Regions from separate parts of the Callithrix jacchus genome. Here region 1 is linked to region 2. The links are chromatin contacts, called in public Hi-C maps. All regions are on one chromosome and are shown on one strand. Each heading gives the region's core, a stretch centred on a gene start, on an enhancer-like site or on the middle of the called end of the contact. The rest is flanking DNA. Distances are from core to core; before and after follow the strand shown.

What was found. A called contact is a pair of places that touch in the nucleus more often than the background predicts.
Region 1: a Hi-C map of skeletal muscle shows a contact between it and region 2, with 2.3 times the contacts expected there. The contact joins the promoter of PRELID1 here to the promoter of PDLIM7 in region 2. A contact is called at or near these places in 2 of 3 Hi-C or Micro-C datasets (both in skeletal muscle).

What each region holds. Positions count from the first base shown.
Region 1 is chr2:68,847,319-68,850,654 of calJac240_pri, reverse strand. PRELID1 (PRELI domain containing 1) reads left to right here and starts at 1,965. Exons shown (of 5, transcript XM_002744499.5): 1 at 1,965-2,252; 2 at 2,791-3,016. The coding sequence starts at 2,161. RAB24 (RAB24, member RAS oncogene family) reads right to left here and starts at 1,889. Exons shown (of 8, transcript XM_008990232.3): 1 at 1,349-1,889; 2 at 1,197-1,265; 3 at 924-1,002; 4 at 751-818; 5 at 571-670; 6 at 303-353; 7 at 101-163. The coding sequence starts at 1,465.
Region 2 is chr2:68,639,528-68,642,538 of calJac240_pri, reverse strand. PDLIM7 (PDZ and LIM domain 7) reads right to left here and starts at 1,428. Exons shown (of 12, transcript XM_078364629.1): 1 at 1,351-1,428; 2 at 277-383.

The DNA of each region.
Region 1 (3,336 bases), core at 716-3,215, 210 kb before region 2:
GAGGTGGCTGCTCAGCACCATTCTCTTGGGATCAGGTAATTCAGAAAAGAGGCTAGATGCTGTGGGCCTAGAGTAAGTCCATAAAGGCTGGGAAGCACACCTGTCATCACCTGGAAGGCAGCCACACTGACGTAATCCTCTGCCACTTTCTGGAAGAGCTCATCTGGCAGGAAAAATGATGATCAATGAGGGCCCAATGCCAGTAGTCCTGGGATCTCCCAGTGACCCAGCCCTCTGTTCCCTATTCAGCTTCCTCTGGTGCCCCTGCCTGTTCCTGTGTGAGGCCCCAGCACAGCACTCACCCACACTCTGGCCTGTCTTGCTGGATGTTTCAAAGAGCTGAGCTTTGATATCTGTAAAGAGAAGTGACTAAAGCCTCATATCTGAGAATTAGATAAGCAGACAAAAGGGAGGACTAGCAGTTCAGGGAGTCTCCTGGACCCCACAGTTCAAGGAAGCTAGGAAGCCCTTCTAGAGTACCTTGCCCTAGCAGCCAAGGCAGTCCCTATTTTCTGTGATCCACCCAGACAGCCACACACCCCCACCCCCCAAAGGGTGAGGAACAGCTACTGTCTGCATAATCCTGGACGTCATGGAAGTCCACACGTCGACGCCTCCGGTCTTCTTCCAGCAGGTCACTCTTGGTGCCACATAGGTAGATTTGGCAGCCCTGACACACAAGACAAGCGTCACCTCCAAAGACCAACAGAACCCTAGCCCTTGGTCTTCTGGTGAAGTCTATTCACCTACCTCCTCTAGACTGCGCAGTTCCTTCACCCAGAACTTTGCTCGCTCAAAGCTGCTGCTGTCTGTGAGGTCTTGGTGTGGGGCATGCAGGAGACACAACCAAGTGATCAGGGGCTGTTCTCTGGTTAGCCTGGCACCCACTTCTTCTTGTGGGCCAGCCCAGAACTCCCCCTTACCATAGCAGACGATGGCAGCCTTGGCACCCCGATAGTAGATTCTACTCATAGCCTCATAGCGCTCAGAGCCTGCTGTGTCCTAAAGAGGAGGGACAGGCTCAGCCCTGGTCTGAGTCAAACTTAAGGCCATGTTCTCCAGACCCCACTATTTTCCAGATAAGGAAACGGGTCAATGAGAAACGAGTCTGTGAGGCCACAAATCAATCAGTAATAGGCAGGACCTAAGCCTCCTCAAGAATGAGACTCCCTAGAATAGATGCCCAGGGAACTTACCCAAATACCTAATGTCACAGTCCGGTCTCCGACCGACATCACCTTAGCCACGAAGGCGGCCCCGATGGTCTGCAACGAGAGGGAAGAGATTGGGGCCATAGGTGCAGATTACGCCCCCGCCCACCGTGCCTGGCCCCTCTGGGTGCACTCACGTTCTGATAGGGCCCCACCAGAAAGCGATCGTGCACGTAGCGCTCCACCAGGCTCGTCTTGCCCACGTACTCCTTGCCCAGCATCACCACCTTGACGTCTACGCGCTGCCCGCTCATGCTCCCGGGGCCGCTTCAGCCACGTCAGGGTCCTGAGCGGGGACGGGGGCGAACCCGGATCTCCGCTCGGCCCAGGCAGCGCCCAGGCCTCAGACCCCAACCCCAAACGGCGCCAACCAACGATTCGAGACAGCGCGATGGGGTCGAGCTCTGGCCGTGGCCTTGCACTTTCGGCAGCTCCCAGTGTGCCCCCGCTGTTCCGCCCCGGGCGCCGAATATCCTTCGAAGACCCCAAGCCCCGGGGCGGCCTGGGAGCGTGCGGGACAGCGTCCTCAACAGCGCAGCACGCCGCCGTGCAGCTCGCTACTCCGTCATTCGCTCGCCTGCGGGCTTAGACTCAGTTCCGGCTCGAGTACCAATCGAACCTAGGGTCTCCGGCAACCCGGCTTCTACCCGCAGCGCCGCGACTCCCGCGGGAGGGGGCGAGAGGGAGAGGGGGCGGGGCCGCAACGTCACGTGGCGCGAGCGCCGGAAGCGGTGGCTACCGTGTGGCTGCGCCGGAAGTGGCGCGCAGCCGGACAACTCATGGCGGTGGCGGCGGCGGCGGCAGCTGCTAGGGCGCGGTGCGGTGGTGACTGAGCCCCGAGCCTGGCGGAGGGTGTGCGCCGAGCCCCGGCCCGGCCCGGCCCCCGCGTGCCTCCCAGGCTCCGCACCCCTGATGCTGCGTGGGTGCTGAGCCCGCTCCGGCCGGGACGATGGTGAAGTATTTCCTGGGCCAGAGCTTGCTCCGGAGTTCCTGGGACCAAGTGTTCGCCGCCTTCTGGCAGCGGTACCCGAATCCCTATAGGTACGTGGTGTTTGGGAGAGCAAAACCCCACCATCTCGCTATTTGGAGATCAAAGTATGGATAATCCCCGAGTAATGGGACCAGAAAGAAGTTGACATCTAATCCTACGTAGACCTTATCGGGGAAGCGGCCAGGCCAGGCCTGCAAGGTCCTGAAGGGAGGTTGGGCCTGGGTGGTGGTTTACTTGATATCTTAATATAAGGTTCTTTTCTCAGGGTCGTGAGACAAGAAGGGGCGGCAGTAGGGGAGTTGGGAGGGATCTTGGGGTCGGAAATCCTATCCTCTGCTCGTGGCACTTTCCTGAGGTGCAGTAAATCATGAGGTCTATTGCTGCTGGAAGGCCCAGGAATCCAGGTCAGCCAGATGGCGGGAGTTGGAATTTGCCCTGGGATGGGCTCTTAACTCTGGTGTGAACCATAACACATACAACTCTGCAAGGTTACAGGAAGGCCTCTCTGGGCTTGGAGATTCCAAACGGGAATCCCCTCGGGCAGTCTCGGGGCAGGCTCCTGAGTGCCACCTTCACTGACTCCTGCAGCAAACATGTCTTGACGGAAGACATAGTACACCGGGAGGTGACCCCTGACCAGAAACTGCTGTCCCGGCGACTCCTGACCAAGACCAACAGGATGCCTCGCTGGGCCGAGCGACTGTTTCCTGCCAATGTTGCTCACTCGGTGTACATCCTGGAGGACTCTATTGTGGACCCACAGAATCAGACCATGACCACCTTCACCTGGAACATCAACCACGCCCGGCTGATGGTGAGACACCTCCTGCTGTGATCCTGCCTCCCCCACCCCCAAATAGAGCTCTTCAGATACGTGTGTCTAGAGAGCCATGAGGGAGCTTTTGTGGTCTGAGGCAGGTCTGGGTTACTGAGGAGTGACAGCTGTAGAGTATGACCTCACATTTTCTTCTTTTCAGCTGGTCAGCCTCTCTGGACCTGTCTGACGCATTCATACAGTAGGGGAGAGGTACCTCTCTTACTGAGTTGTCCTAAATTCTAAATGCAAAGCACTCCCATCAGGTATATGGCACAGAAGTGATGCTGAGTGGGAGAGGCAGTGGTTTTCTTTTTTGT
Region 2 (3,011 bases), core at 179-2,678:
ACAATGAGCCTCCCTCCAGCCCTCTGAGGTGGCCACAGGAGTTTGGGAGAACAGCTTCAGGTACAGAGCAGGACTGGGGAAGCTGGACTGCTTCTCTCCCAGTGTCCACGTCATTGGGAGTCCTTGTGGCCGGCAGGTACCACCACATCTCTGGACCTGAACATCTCCTGGCCTGCTGGCCCCTAACTATCTCCTGTTAGGACTCCCCCCATCACCCTCTGGAAACCTGAGCACCCAAAGACTGCTGGGGGAGCCCCTCCCCAAACCTAGGCTCACCCGGGAAATGGAGAGGGGCATATTGAAGTCCTTGCCCCCTTGCAGCCGGAAGCCCCAAGGTGCTGGTCCCTCCAGCACTACCTTGAAGGAATCCATGATGCCGGCTTCTGAGAGGAAAGAAGAGAAGGTGTTACCAGCATGGTGGGTGCGCAGGCAGGACGGCCCAGCTCAGGATACCAGCCCTGGACAGGGGCCAGGCAGGCACGGGCAGCGGTGAGCACACCCAAGGTATAGTAGGCAGGTATTTTGTCAGGCTGGGCTGTGCTGCTGGCTGGCGTACCTCAATTTGGAAAGAGGAGCAGCCTCTGTCCCCTAGGGACTGGAACGGTGAGTGATGCCTAAATACAGGCTCGAGGTTCTTTTCAACCAGGGGTGGGCCAAGGGACTAAACTGGTGTGGCCTCCCCCCAAGGCAGCCAGCCTGGAGCCTCGGGTGGCCGGGTGAGTCAGGGGCCGGCTCTCCTCTCCCCCGCCCCCAGGTCCCGGCAGGCAGGCCGCGACTGGAGCCTGCTCGGACTATATAAGGCATGTAAGCTGACACTGTGCGAAGAGCCAGCGGAGGGAGCACACGGGGGCTTGGGACGCGAGGGGGAGGGGAGGGAGGCGGCTGGAGCGGATCCTAGCCATTCCGGGACCAGTGGAGGCTGCTGGGAGCCAGGGCGGGACCCCTGGGTGCTGAAGAAGGGGGAAGGCGAGAGTGGGGTGTGGCCCCTGTGGAAACAGGTTGGGGCCAGGACCCTAAACCACAGCTTGGAGGGGAATCCTTCCCGGAGCCCAGTGGAGGTGGTGCCTCCCACACAGAAGTGCTCCCACACCGAAGTGACTCAGTTTCCCCCTAGTCCCCCGCCCGAGCCCCATGCATTGGACTGGCCCCGGCCGCAGGAAGCAGCGCAGGCGCCAATCGGCTCCGCCGCAGCCGGCTTCGCGGCAGGAAGGCGGGGGCGGGGGCGGAGGCAGGGGGCAGAGCCCGCGGGAGGAAGCACAACCTGGATCACGACCCCCAGAGCCCTTGTCCTCAGCACGCCCCGGGCGCCCGCCTGGTCCAGCCCAAGACGTCCCGCGCGGTCATCGATACCTGCTTGGCCCCGCCGGGGCGCTGCTCGCTGTCAGGCTCCAGGGAGCCGCGTTGAGATCCGCCGCCAGCGATCTGACCCCGCCCCCGCAGCCGCCCTCCGTTTTGAGGGCGCGGGAGGGGGCGGGGAAGCAGATCACGCCCTCACATGGCCACGCCCACCAGCCGTCCTCCGCTGGTAGAAAGTCCCACCCAGATCTTCAGCCCCGCCCAATCACGAAGTCCCCTCGGGCTTCGGGCTGCGAGGCCTCGCCGACCCGGTCCGGGCAGTGGGGCGGAGCCGCGGCGGGCGGGGCGGAGCCGGGGCGGGAGGGGCGGGGTTGCGGGTCACTTCTTTAGGAAGGCGCTGCCTCGCCCAGTCCCTCGCACCACCCGCTGGCGGAGGGAAAGGAAAACGGCCCTTCCTACCGGACGGACCTGGGACCTTGTCTCTAAACTTTCGTTTCCTACTCAGAAAAATGGGGCGATCACACTCGCTTCGCAGGGCCGCCACGAGGGTCGGTATCCTAGCACAACCGTCGGGGGCTCAGAATTTCTAAATCAGGGGCTGGAGGAGACAAGTCGAGGTGGGAAAGTTGAGGCCTACAGGGGCGTTTAAAGCTAGATTTGCGCAACGCTGTACCGAAGGCAGGAAAACAGGGCCGGAGCGGACGCCAGTGGCCCCTGGCCTGTGGGCCCTGCCCTCGCTCGCAGCCCCGCAGCCCTGACCCGGCCCGCGCCCCGTCGGAAGCGCCGCGTCCCCCTCCACCCCGGCCAGAATGGGCTGCGCCTCGGGGAGGGCGTCCTTAGAGTCCCGGCCCCGCGATCAGCCGGGCACTATGGCCGGCGGCGCAGACACTGAGTGCAAGTGGGTTTCGGGGTGAGGGAAGGGGCATCCACCTTCCACTCGCTTGGTGGTCCCGGTCCGTCAGCTCCTCCTAGGACATGGTCGCTGCAGTTCTCCCCTCTCCATCCACTGTCATCACACCCGCCCTCTTCTGCACAAACCGCCGTGAGAGTTCTCATTGTTAAAGACCTTCTCTTGACCCCGGATTCCTCTCCAGCTACTACCCTTTAATTCTCTTGAGAGTAAAATTCCTCCAGGGAGTTGTCTGTTTATCGCGTCTCCACTTGCTTTCCTTCGGTTATCTCTTGAAGCCATGCCAGTCAGACTTTTGTGAGCACCAGTCCCCTGAGATCTCTCTTCTCAAGGTCCCCAGTGGCGTGGAGGCCATCGGGCCATGGAATCCATGGTAGTTCAGTTTCATCCTGCCCTGCCTAGGGGCAGCACTGGTCCAGGTTGATCCTATTCCCGGAAACACCCTTTTCCCCTGGCTTCACAGCTTTTCCCTGCCCCACTGGCCTCTCCTTCCCATCCTCCTCCAGGGTCTCCTCCTCTGCCTCTGGCCTTGGCCGTCTGATGTAGAGCCTCTCTTTATGCTCACCCCCTAAGACCCTATGCAGTCCTGTGGCTTTCAATACCATCTATATGCCAAGGCATCCCACGTTTCATGGCCAGCCTGACCTCTCCCCAAGAACTCCAGACTCAACTATCCAAAAGCCTGGCTAGATGTTTACTAGATCAGCAGAAGGTGAGCAGCGGCAAGCCAGAGAAGCTGAGTTTAGGGGCAGCATTAGATTCCCATAGGAGTGTGAAGCCTACTATGAACTGTGCATGCGAGGGA